3 separate regions of the Mus musculus genome follow, and regions 1 and 3 are each linked to region 2. A link is a contact called in public promoter capture Hi-C data. All regions are on one chromosome and are shown on one strand. The core of a region is the stretch at or near the end of the contact, and the rest is flanking DNA. Distances in the headings are between cores, read along the strand shown. Region 1 overlaps Denn2b (DENN domain containing 2B). Region 2 holds the start of Nrip3 (nuclear receptor interacting protein 3). Region 3 holds the start of Tmem41b (transmembrane protein 41B).

Region 1 (3,781 bases), core at 87-2,586, 240 kb before region 2:
CTGCAGACTCCTATGAGAGCTGTCACGGGGATGGGGAGAAAGTCAGCATCTTACCTTGGAAAACAAACCGAAGCAGCCTAGGCGGCTGATGACACAGTACACCTCTGGCAACCGAGGCCCTTTCCCACTTGGCTGGAGAGGAGGAGAGAAGGAGAGACAAAGACTGTGTGAATACCACAACTGTCTCATTTTCTCTGGACCCGATCATTAAGTATAGTCCTTCTAGTAAGGATGACTCCAAACATCTAAACTCAACCAGATTCCCAAAGAAAGGCCACTCTCCCCAGAGGGCACACTCAATCTCCTGCCAAGCTCCAGGTAGGCGCTATCCTTTATCCCAGGAAAACAGTTAGTGGCTAGCAGAGGACACAGCAGCATGGCAGAGATTACAGGGTGATTTGTGAATCTACACCCCTAAGGATGCTACCCAAAAGGATGTGATGTCAAGAAGGACTCATGACTTTTTTTAAAAAATTTAATCTTTTTTGATTAATTCATTTTATTTTATGCATAAGTGTTTTTGCTGCATGTTTGTATGTGTATCACAGGTATGCCCTGTGCCCATGGAGCCAAAGGAGGGCACTGGATCCCCTGGAACTGGGGTTTCAGACATTTGTAAACCACCATGTAGGTGCTGAGAATCTAATCAGAGTCCTCTGCAAGAGCAACCAGGGCTCTTAACCACTGAGCCATCTCTCCAGCCCCTAAGAAGGGACTGTGGACACTTTTAGGAACAGGACATGTGGCCTTATCTCTCCCTCCCCATCATCATGAGGGAAACTGCAAAATACCTCTTTTCTCCCTTTGATCCGAGCCCAAGGAAGGCAAAAGCAAAACAAGAGAAGGGAATGACTTTCTATGAAATGTTTCCTAAAACAGAGTCCTAGCGCTGGTACTATATACAAAAAGAGTATGAGAGTGGCATTATCACCCAGTTTTATAGAGGAGACAGCTGAGTTCATGAAGATTAAGCCATTGCCTAAGCTTGCATAAGTAGAAGGCTGTAGCCAGGAGTCTGTGCAGCCTTTCGTCTTGCTGTCTTACCTCCAAACATGCTGTTTTCTGATAGGAAGGAGGGAAAGGAACACAGACACAGGGTAGAGGTATGCTATGAAGTGAAAGAGAACAAAAAGGAAAGGGGTTTAAAAGGTTCGTAGCTGAAGGAAGAGAAACATACTGTGAGCACCCCAGGCAGGCGGGCGCAACCCTGTTAGACTAGAGTGAGTTCATTCTCCAGCAAGGAGCTGGCAGGACCCCACGGCCGCCTCTGGGTTCAGAGGCCTGGAGTGCCTGGCAAGGCCTAGTGGGGAGGGAGCAAAACAGCAGGTGCTGGCCCCTCATGCAGGCTGCTAAGCAAATACAGATGGGGCTATTTCAGTCTCCAAACCTGCTGGCCACAGTCACAGATCTAAAGAGAAGGCAGAATCTGTTTTGTCCATATTAGGCTTGAAACTTACTCCTCTCTCTTTCCCTTCCCCACTCCCCACCTCCCCTAAAGCCCCAAGTGATTAAATCAAGTATGTGGGATTTGGGTTAGAATCATTGTGTCCAATCTGCAGGAATGCCGAGCCAGTGCCAGCCCCCTTGGCAGGGACCCAGCCCAGGCCCTCTCTGAGTGCGCCAGGACAAACATGCTCTTCCCTAGGGGCAGCAGGCCCACTGCAAAAGAGCACAGCTCTGTTCCATCCCTGTGCTGTCAAAGGCAGCCTTTACGATGTTCTCCAATGCCCTAGGGATCCAGGCACATGCTGGTCTTTGCCTGACTCCCAGCCTGGCATCTGGACCCCTTCCCTGTCCCTCAGCACACACGGCATTCAATATCCAAATATCATTTTCTCCCTAGATCATCCTCTGGGGGTTGGGGTAGGGATTCAAGAATGCCAGACTGGTGATAAAGGATTTGGAAGTCAGTTCTGGCTCGCACCTCACAGTTGTGTGACCTTGGGCAAGTCATTCCATCTTGGAGTTTTAATTTCTTAATTTACAGGGTCAGAGTTAATAGTACTCCACAGGCTATCATAAAGATGTTTAAAAATAAGAGACATAAATCCAGTGAAGCATCTCTCCTGGAACATGACAAATTCTAAGCAAAATTTTACTTCCACAGCCCTTCCATTCAATACTAAAAGTTGGCGTCCTCTACTAGACTAGCTATGGTACACCGAGGGTAGGATACATGCTAGACTTTTGTGTATATACTTTTAGGATATGTCCTGACCTACAACAGGTATACAATGAATGCTTGTGGATGGATGGTTGGATGGATGCCCCGAAACCCTTCTTTTAGGACTCTTAGGCTCCTGTCTAGGATCTCTCTCTAGACTGGTAGCTGACACAGCCTTCTCCTACTAATACCTGGAAACCAAAGAACATTGTCAACAACCCAATGACTGACCTTTGAGGAAAATAAAAGGGAAGACAGGCCCTGGGGTCTGTTCTCCCACTAGTTCTTTGTAGATCTACAGCAACCCCCTTCCCCGGAATGATAGAAACAGAGATTGCTCTTTGGGGAGAAAAAAAAGTTTTTATTTTCAAAAGTCAACATCTTTCCCCTAAGTTCAAAATTTTTCTCCAAGAACCCCAGAGGAGGTATGCCCCTCAGTCCCTGCTCAGACTGCAGCCCTACCAGAGCATAGATAGAGCTCCTCCCAACATCATGGCCAGGCGTGGAGTGAGTAAATATAAACTGTGGGGTGACATGATCATATCTAGAGGTCAGCAATCTAAGATGACAATCCAAGGAAGACGAATACAGAGAATAGTCAAGAAAGCTAAAATGATTTACAACCAAGCAGAAGTTGATCTGTCCTTTCAATCATTGCATATAATCTTAGATCCCAGGGTCTGGTCAGATAGGCTACCCTGCACCCTGCTATCCCAGGAGTCCCTCAACTGTGCAAGTGCATGTACTAGGGACAGGTTTAAAAGATCACAGGCTTTCACACAGGCTAATGCTGCAGAAGGATCTAGAGAGATATACAAATGTCCTGGCCTCCCCTCCCCACCAACCTCTGAGAACCGAATAGTCTTACTCACCAGTAAGCGCCTACAATAGCCAAAGCGCCTGCTGCCATCTTCCCCAGTCAGCATGAAAGAAAAGGTTTCACTGAAACAGGAAAGAGGGAGAGCTCTGGTATCAAAGAAGTCATGAAGAACACTCAGGACGTGCCTCCTAAAATAGGGACTGTCACTTCAGGTTACTTTAAGAAAGTAGGGTGAGGGCTGGAGAGATGCCTCAGCAGTTAAGAGACACTGACTGCTCTCCCACATGTCCTGAGTTCAATTCCCAACAACCACTTGGTGGTTCATAACCATGTGTAATGGGATCCAATGCCCTCTTCTGGTGTGTCTGACACAGTGACAGTGTACTCACATACATGAAGGAAGGAAGGAAGGAAAGAAAGAAAGAAAGAAAGAAAGAAAGAAAGAAAGAAAGAAAGAAAGAAAGAAAGAAAGAAAGGAAGGAAGGAAGGAAGGAAGGAAGGAAGGAAGAAAGAAATCTTAAAACAACAAAAACAAAAACCAATAAAACAATCTAACTTTAAAAGAAAAAAAAAGTAGTGTGAAAGAAATGGAAAGGAAAAAAAAAAGGAAAGAAAGGCAGAGACTAGGGCATGCTCCACTTGGTTGTACCACTATGGAGAATAAGTCTGCATCCTCCTCCCTCCTATAGCTAGACCGAGTCAGGTCTTACCTGCTGTATTCTGACACAGGGAGCCAGTCCTTGGCATCCGGAAAGCAAAACTGGGGGATAGCTTTGAGCCTTTCTTCTGCCTCCCGC
Region 2 (3,824 bases), core at 748-3,247:
GAGTCAGAAGAGAATTATCCTTACATAGTTCAAAGCAGGATATGGAATCTTAGGAAGAAGGAAGTTGTGGTAATTCTTATTAGGGAACATCTCAGCCACTCAAACCAAACATTAGTGCCTTCGATCCAACATTCTAAAAGTCCGCATTTTGATTCTTCTAATAATACCCTCCACTTTATTGAATAGGATTAGTTTGTTCTGAAGGTGAGAAGATTCGGACTGAATTTGCTAAATGAATCATGAATGCTTTAAAGTGAAAGAAGGAAGAAAGAGCTATCTCTTTGGTAGGAATAAACTTTAATGAGATCACTCTCAGTTAACATGACTAGATCACCTATACCCAGGCACAACAGAAAAACAGCTTTTAAAAACAGAGTAAGATAACTGGAGTAATTTTCCCTTCATAAGTGTATCTAATGGCAGGCAGGGAAAATCTTTGGTATTGATGAATTGTTAGAACTATTGATGGGGGAAGGAGCTCTTGCCTCTGTTGCCATACTGGGGCCAGAAATAGCAATTTCAGTGAACCTAGGCCAACAACCACAATTAAGCATTTCAGAAGCTCAAAATATAAAAATACTAGGAAGATTATCCAGAGCATTTATTTCTATTGCAAAAGACATTTAATTGATGTTTCACAAAATTTTCCACAGATAATAAGGAAACTATAAATAAAAAAAACCCACAAAGCTAGGAGTGATGATATACACCTTATAATCTCAGCAATCATGAGGCTGAGACAGGAGAATTAAAAATTAGAAGCCAATATGGGCTATGTGATGAGATTCAAGCCAGCCTAGATTATACAGATCAAGATTCTGATGTCTCATTAAAAAAAATCTTTTTCCAAATAACAACAACTCCAAATGAAGCTACAAAGTTACATATAAATTTGTGAGCAGGGGAAGAGAATTAAATATAGGTCACATCCCTCAGCCATTCACCCTTATTCAATGGATGGAGGACAATATGGTTTTGGATTCTGGCCCACATCCTGAACTTCTACTTAATACCAAGAATAATACTGCCAGAAATAAAAAGACTGCAACAGCCCCAGCTCCAACTATCTACATGCATTATCTGGTCTGTGAGATGAAGCAGTCAGGGCTTCCTCCATCTTCCCAGTCTTTAGAGGGAAGAGGGAGAGCTGAGAGTGTGAAGAGATGTTTAGGTTCTGGAAAGATTTGCGCTTGACCCCTATTCCCCTCTCTCACCCCACTCCCCCATCCAGGGTAGAAAATCAAAGGTAGATTAAGACTAAACTAAGTACATTTGGGGCGGCGGGGAGGGGGTCACAATAGAATTAACCAAAGCATATATATATATTCAGCAACTGTGAAGAAACCTCGCTTTTCACTGTTTCTCAATCACCTTAGTCTGGGACACAACTGGCCACGCACGCAGCCTGTGAGGAGGCAGTGGGAGGCAGGACTTGTGATGAAGCTCCAGCTCCAGGAGCCAAATTTTAGATTCTAGATAAGCCAGTGGAGAGGAGATTTGAGGGCAATAAGGTAGGGTCTCTTTCTTCCTTACACATGAAGGGGAGAGTCGGGAGAGAGGAGACTGCGCCAAAGGAGAACAGGCAAGAAAAGCACCTTGATAGATAGATAGGGAGGGGTTTTGCCGGAGCACCCGCCAGGGAGTGGATAGCGACAAGCCTGGTCGGTGACTCAGTGAAAGTGACAGTAAGGGCCTGGGCGGCAGTGGTGGCCCAGAGGCCCGTGACGGGTGTGGCCGATGTGGGGAGCTCACCGTGTCCTTGGACGAGCCCAGCTTTTTGAGGCCGTCCAGGGGCAGCAGGTCGGCTGAGTCCTTGTGGATGAACTGCACCGCCTGCTTCATCCGGCGCTGCTGCCGCAGGGACGCCGCTTCCCGCATGTCTGTCTCCTTGCGGCCGCCCTCGGTGAGGAGTCCTGAGTAAAACATCGCTGAAACGCCCGCGGCCGGGCGGCCGGGTGTCCCCTGCCAAGCACCTTCAACCTCGAGCTCCTGGACAGCGCCGCGGGAGCCGGCTCCCGCGCCTTTTATATCCGAGCGTGACGTCATGGGGAGCAGCCAGTGCGCGCGGGAGAAGGCGTGGCCAGCAAAGCGTCCCGCCCCTCTGGCGCAGGTTCAGGAACGAGGGTGGGGTCTATCAGCGTCAACCACCCACCTTTACTCCATCACCCATCCTGAGGAAAAAGCTAGCTCGGAGCAGCCTACGGCCGACAGACTGACCCCGGGGCGCTGAGGGTCTAGCGGAACCGCTTCGCCCAACTGTCCCCTCTCCCGCGTGGGTTGCCCTGCCCTGCACGCATTGCATAGAATGGGCTGTGGGGCCCTGTGCTCCGGCAGCCTAGCCCCTTCCACCCTAGTCGGCTCCTTCGGGCTCTCAGCTCACCTGTCCACGCCGCGGCCGATCCCGGGATGACTGACAGCTGAGCCATGCTCGGCTTCTCAGAGTTGTACCTCTGTGCTCTGAAGTTGGGAGAGCTCCGGATTCCTCCAACTTCAGGTCGGTCCCCACCCACTGGGCCACGTGACTGCGGAGGGGGCCAGGAGGATGGGCTGGAGCGGGGCCTTCCGGGGACCCCATCCTCCTCTTGGCACCCTCTGTCTGAGCCCAGCACCAGAGGTTGGGGAGGCAGGTCTGGTCTGGAGCCTTCACCCTTCACTTCTCTGGGAGCACACCTGCTTTTCAGAACACCAAGAAAGCATCTGTGTGTGTGTGTGTGTGTGTGTGTGTGTGTGTGTGTGTGTGTCTGTGTGTGTGTGTGGTGTTTGTTTTCACTGTGAACACTAGATTTTACACTGAGGGGTGGAGGTGGAATATAGATTGAAAGCCATTTTTCTTTGAGACTCATTCATATTTTTTAGCCATTCTAAAAGGAATGTTCTGCTCCTTCTGGGTTGGAGTCTTGACATATGACTTAGTACAAGTCACATTTCTACATGTGGGAATCACCACTCCACTCTTCACCTCAAAGAAGCGGGCATGAATCAGAAAAGATCTGCACCCTGAAAGCACCATACATCTCAATAATGACACTCACTGAGCTTTTCTGGTTGTGAGCTGGATACTAGAATGAACACTTGCAGTGCAGTATCTCAGTGAAGGGCAGCAGCTATGAGATAGCATTCGACACTATCCTCTTTATGCAGGCAGATACTCAAACCAGCCAGTCTGCCTCCAAATGTCTCTGACTTTTCCTTTCCATTGCTCACGCTCTTAAAGTATTCTCCAAGTACCACCACAATCCTGTTAAGAGCACCCCAAAAGGTGTCTGCTCTTGATGGAACGACCCACACACCCTCTTCTGTGACTTCATTCTGCACTTCAGCATCTTGAGTTTTCTTCCAGTACCAGGGAGAAGTCTTTCTCCCTGTTGCCAAGTGGCTTGTCTTTGGAGTGCCCTCTGCGTGGGATGTCCCCTCTCACCCTCTTCAGTGATCTATGCTTCTTTCACACCTCGGCTCAATCTTTGCTTCTTTCCCAGGACATCTCTGACATAAGTTGTGCTTCCTCCTTATTGCTTAGCCTCAAACCCCCAATGCCTAGAACGCTATCAATAAGCACTAGTACAAGCATGACAACAAGTTAAGGTTGCGTCTCAGGAAAACAAGAAGCAGAGCAGGACCTCTCTTCACAACCTGTGCTGGCCTTCCCAGACCTGGAATAGCTGGCCTCAACTCATGGACCTGCTTAATCCCCTGCCCTAGTTTTTAGGGCACACAGACTGCTTGTAAGAAAACAAATAAAGGAAGCTGCTTACCTAGTTTCAAGGAAGCCCCAGGGCAGGGGGCTTTTCCACACGCAGGCTGCTCACTTTCCAGTCCTCTGGCAC
Region 3 (4,202 bases), core at 1,134-3,633, 200 kb after region 2:
TGTGTGGGGGTGGGAGTGAGTGCAAGTCATCCAAAAGATGGCCCTAGGTACCCTGAAACTGGAGTTACAGATAAGCAGACATGTGCATGTTGGGAACTGAACCAGGTTTTCTCCAAGAACAGCAGTGTGCTTGCTTAGGCTTTCCAGCTAACCATCTGACCTGCCTCTCCACTACATATTCTTCTTACAAGACCACCATTTTGGCCATTAGTAGCAATGGAAGACAGCAGTGTGAGTGAGCTGCAAACAATTTAATGGCTATTTGTTCTAATCACTTCAGATGTTTGAGCTTCAAAGGCACGTAAAAGGATGAAATCATTACAGTTGCTGAAAAGCAATGAATAATGTTAAGCCATTACAAAATCAAAGAGCTTATATTTTCCCCTTAAAACTATACAGAGCCAAGAAATTTCAGGTTAGTGTACGAGACTAAAACAATTTATGAATGAGTCCCCGTATTCCTTAGTTACTTCGTTGGGTGTTTTTTGTTATTGTTTTGGGTTTTAGTTGGTTTGCTTTGAGACAGGGTTTCTCCTTGTAACATACCTGGCTGTCCTGATACTCTTGTAGACCAGGCTGACCTAGAACTCAATAGAGAGCCACCTTCCTCTGCCTCCAGAATAATAGAGGCAGGCCACCACTCCACAGAAGCTATGTTTAGGTGAACTGTTTTGTTTACACCCTTGCATCAACCAAGCAAATAACTATTCTCGTTTTAAAATTCAGATACTTTTTCTTTTTTGGTTATTTTGAGACAGGGTTTCTCTGTATAGCCCTGGCTGTTCTGGAACTCACTTTGTAGACCAGGCTGGCCTCGAACTCAGAAATCCCCTGGGATTAAAGGCGTGTGTGCCACCACGCCCAGCTCAGATACTTTTTAAAAGTTACAAATCCATCTCTGCAGGTGGTCTACTCCTTTAATCCAAGTACTTGAGAAAACTAAGGCTGGTGGATCTCTGAGTTCCAAATCAGCTTGACCTACAGAACCAAACAAGGTCTTTTAAAAAGTAGAAGGCAGGGAGGGGGCTGGTGAGATGGCTCAGTGGGTAAGAGCACCCGACTGCTCTTCCAAAGGTCCAGAGTTCAAATCCCAGCAACCACATGGTGGTTCACAAGCATCTGTAACGTGATCTGATACCCTCTTCTGGTGTGTCTGAAGACAGCTACTGTGTACTTACATGTAATAAATAAATTAAAAAAAAAAAAAGTACAAGGCGAAGGCCGTGCAGTGGTGGCACACGCCTTTAATCTCAGCACTTGAGAGGCAGAGGCAGACGATTTCTGAGTTCGAGGCCAGCCTGATCTACAGAGTGAGTTCCAGGACAGCCAGGGCTATACAGAGAAACCCTGTCTTGAAAGACCAAAAAAAAAAAAAACAAAAAAAACAAAAAAAAAAACAAGGCGGTAGTGTACGCCTGCACGCCTTGGATCCAAGTACTTGGGAGGCTGAAGGAAGCCATTCTTTGCCTTAGAGGCCAGTCTAATCTACAGAGCAAGGTCCTCCAATACAACCAGGGCTACTTAGCTTGAAAACAAATCAAACAATTTTTTTTTTTTAAGTTACAAACCAGGTTAAATGGAAACACAAGAGCTGAAAATGTTGTGTTTTTTTCGAGGCAGGGTTTTCTCTGTGTAACCTGGAACTTGTCTGTCTCCGGAGAACTGGATTAAAAGGACGCGCAACTACAACTACCACCGGCTAGAATCTGACACTTTCAAGTGGCACCTGGAAGGGCAAGTCTTTGCTCTTAATCACAACCTTAGTGTGGCTCTGTGACTCTACACAAGTCATGGAGCTGCATAGTCCTCAGTATGTTCATCTGTAAAACAATACAACGAAAGCTCAAGTCTCTCAAATACCTGTCTGGGTGGCCTGGATAACGAACCGGTCTATTTGGTGTCACAAGTCGGGGTCACCGCTTCCTTTGACTAAAGTCTATTGAGAAAAAACTAACTAGGAGGAGTCTAGCCCTCTGTCATGCTGGGTTCCCCGCCAAGTACAGGACTCTCTTGCTGAGATGCTTCGGTGCTGAAAGGTCCCTCTTTCCCTGCGACCTGCACCACGGGGTCCTAATCTTTAGGGCAGCCTCAGCCCCGTCCCGCAGGTCCACTCACCGTTCAGATGATCTTTGCTGCCAGGCGCGGCGGAACCCTGGGTCCTCACTGCCCGGTCCCCGGCTGGGGTCGAGTGCAACATTTCGGTGGGCGATCGATCAGCCACTCTGCCTTTCGCCATGGCTGCTGCGGGGGCCGCGAAGAGCTCCTACTGGTGCCGCGCCCCCTTGAATGACTAAAGCTCCTCCCGCAGCTTTCTTTCAACACCCAGGCGCGAGGCACAACTACTTCCGGCACGACCACCTCACCTGAGACGACCTCGAAAACTTGACACTCGGCGGAGCCTTCCAGAGATATCAGGTGAGGGCCCGCCCAGAACCGCCCACGAACCTCGCGCGCTCCCGCACGCCCAGTAACCGCGAGACAAGTCAGGGCCGACCCCGCCCCCTCCGGGGCCCCGCCCACCTCGCTGGTGTAGGGCGCATGAGCAATATCGCATTGGCAAGTCATGGGTCTGCGGCCTAAGGTCCGACTTCTCCGCGTAGCTTTCGTCACACGGAAGTGAGGCTCGAGTACTTCAGACTCTTTGTTCCGCCAACCGGAAGTGTCTGCGCGCGACTAGTTGGTGTTGGAGATTCCATTCGTTCCGCAGCAAATGGGTTACAAGCGCTGTGGAAGCTGGAAGCCTGTTCTTAAAATCGTGTAAAATTTAAAACATGAGACAAACGTACCTGAATCTCACAAAATTGAGACCTAGAAACAAAGAAGATCACAGAGTGACAGAAATTAGTTTAGAGTCCAAGGTTTTTCACTCACCTGTCCAAAGTAAATTCACCCTTACTCGCTATATTTTGGCGTTTCCTGAGCCAAGGCATAGCTTCTTGACAGTTTTTCTCCTTCTGCCCCTCATATCCAGCTTCTCACTGGTAAGTATATTAGAGTCACCTCTTCTTTAGGATTTTGCTTTGTCTTGTTCTTTTTTTTTTTTAAGATTTATTTATTATTATATCTAAGTACACTGTAGCTGTCTTCAGACAGACCAGAAGAGGGCATCAGATCTCATTACGGATGTTTGTGAGCCACCATGTGGTTGCTGGGATTTGAATTCAAGACTTCGGAAGGGCAGTCGGTGCTCTTAACCACTGAGCCATCTCTCCAGCCCTGTTTTGTTTTGTTCTTGCTGTCGATATAATCTTAGACCTTGGGCATACAAACCACACCATTCTGTTGCTGAGCGATGCCCCTATCCAATTGACATTTTTTTCGTTATCTTTTTTAAAAGCAGGTATCGAAGGTAATAGTGGGGAATTTCTTCGTGAAAGTAACTTAGCAGTGTATTTTAAAATTTGGACAAAAAGGGGGAGTGGGGAATTGGATTGTTCTTAAGCAGTAATTACACTTAGAAGAAATAATCTGATATCTAGAGAATTGGCAGCTCAGTGCGTAGAAGTATTTGTCTCTTAAACTTGACAGGCTTATTTCGGTCTCTGAGACCTAATAGCAGTAGGTGAGAACTAACTCTTGGAAGTTGTCCTCTGATTACTTTTTTTTGGGGGGGGGGGCGGTTTGAGACAGGGTTTCTCTGTGTAGCCCTGGCTGTCCTGCAACTCGCTCTGTAGACCAGGCTGTCAGGCTGACCTTGAACTCAGAAATTCCCCTGCCTCTGGCTCACAAATTCTGGGATTAAAGGCGTACGCCACCATAGCCTGGCGTCCTCTGATTTCAACATAACATTCAAGCACGCAGCAGTAAGTGTAGTGTTAATAAAATTAAAATTAAAAAGAAACAAAAAATCATTTTATAAAAAGTGAATACGTGACCGGGCATGGTGGTGCATACCTTTAATCCCAGCACTTGCTAGGCAGAGGCAGGTGAAATTCTGAGTTTGAGGCCAGCCTGGTCTACAGAGTGAGTTCTAGGACAGCCAGGGCTGTAGAGAAACCCTGTCTCGAAAAACCAAAAAAAAAAAAAAAAAAAGTGAACACCTGGGACTGGAGAAATGGCTCAGTGGTTAAGAGCTCTGACTGCTTTTCCAGAGGTCCTGAGTTCAATTCCCAGCAACCACATTGTGGCTTACAAATGAGATCTGATGCCCTCTTCCGGTGTGTCTCAACACAACTACAGTGTACTCATAAATAAATCTTTAA

What was found. Promoter capture Hi-C pulls out the DNA fragments that hold promoters and counts their contacts.
Region 1: a promoter capture Hi-C map of cranial neural crest shows a contact between it and region 2, with 3 times the contacts expected there. The contact joins the enhancer-like site here to the promoter of Nrip3 in region 2. A contact is called at or near these places in 4 of 39 promoter capture datasets (the C10 cell line, cranial neural crest, frontonasal cranial neural crest and 1 more), 3 of 484 Hi-C or Micro-C datasets (the G1E-ER4 cell line, the HL-1 cell line and Sertoli cells) and 1 of 115 datasets of contacts at active chromatin or transcription factors (embryonic stem cells).
Region 3: a promoter capture Hi-C map of stem cell-derived epiblast-like cells shows a contact between it and region 2, with 2.8 times the contacts expected there. The contact joins the promoter of Tmem41b here to the promoter of Nrip3 in region 2. A contact is called at or near these places in 8 of 39 promoter capture datasets (the 3T3-L1 cell line, cranial neural crest, embryonic stem cells and 4 more), 5 of 484 Hi-C or Micro-C datasets (the G1E-ER4 cell line, the N1E-115 cell line, Th1 cells and 2 more), 4 of 115 datasets of contacts at active chromatin or transcription factors (effector CD8 T cells, embryonic hindbrain, embryonic stem cells and 1 more) and 2 of 9 other capture datasets (liver and pancreatic islet).

Annotation. Positions count from the first base shown.
Region 1 is chr7:109,535,240-109,539,020 of GRCm38.p6, forward strand. It overlaps Denn2b (DENN domain containing 2B), which reads right to left. Exons shown (of 20, transcript NM_001001326.1): 10 at 3,695-3,781; 11 at 3,037-3,106; 12 at 55-132. Among named protein-coding and RNA genes, the nearest start is that of Snora3, 17 kb to the left of the region's middle. Within about 2 kb of position 1,337, at least 96 of the 459 cell types and tissues checked have an H3K27ac peak or open chromatin away from gene starts, as enhancers often do. A contact at or near this core is called in neural stem cells, where this site is marked.
Region 2 is chr7:109,779,548-109,783,371 of GRCm38.p6, forward strand. It overlaps Nrip3 (nuclear receptor interacting protein 3), which reads right to left and starts at 1,998. Exons shown (of 7, transcript NM_020610.1): 1 at 1,753-1,998. The coding sequence starts at 1,926.
Region 3 is chr7:109,983,847-109,988,048 of GRCm38.p6, forward strand. Tmem41b (transmembrane protein 41B) reads right to left here and starts at 2,384. Exons shown (of 7, transcript NM_153525.5): 1 at 2,116-2,384. The coding sequence starts at 2,236.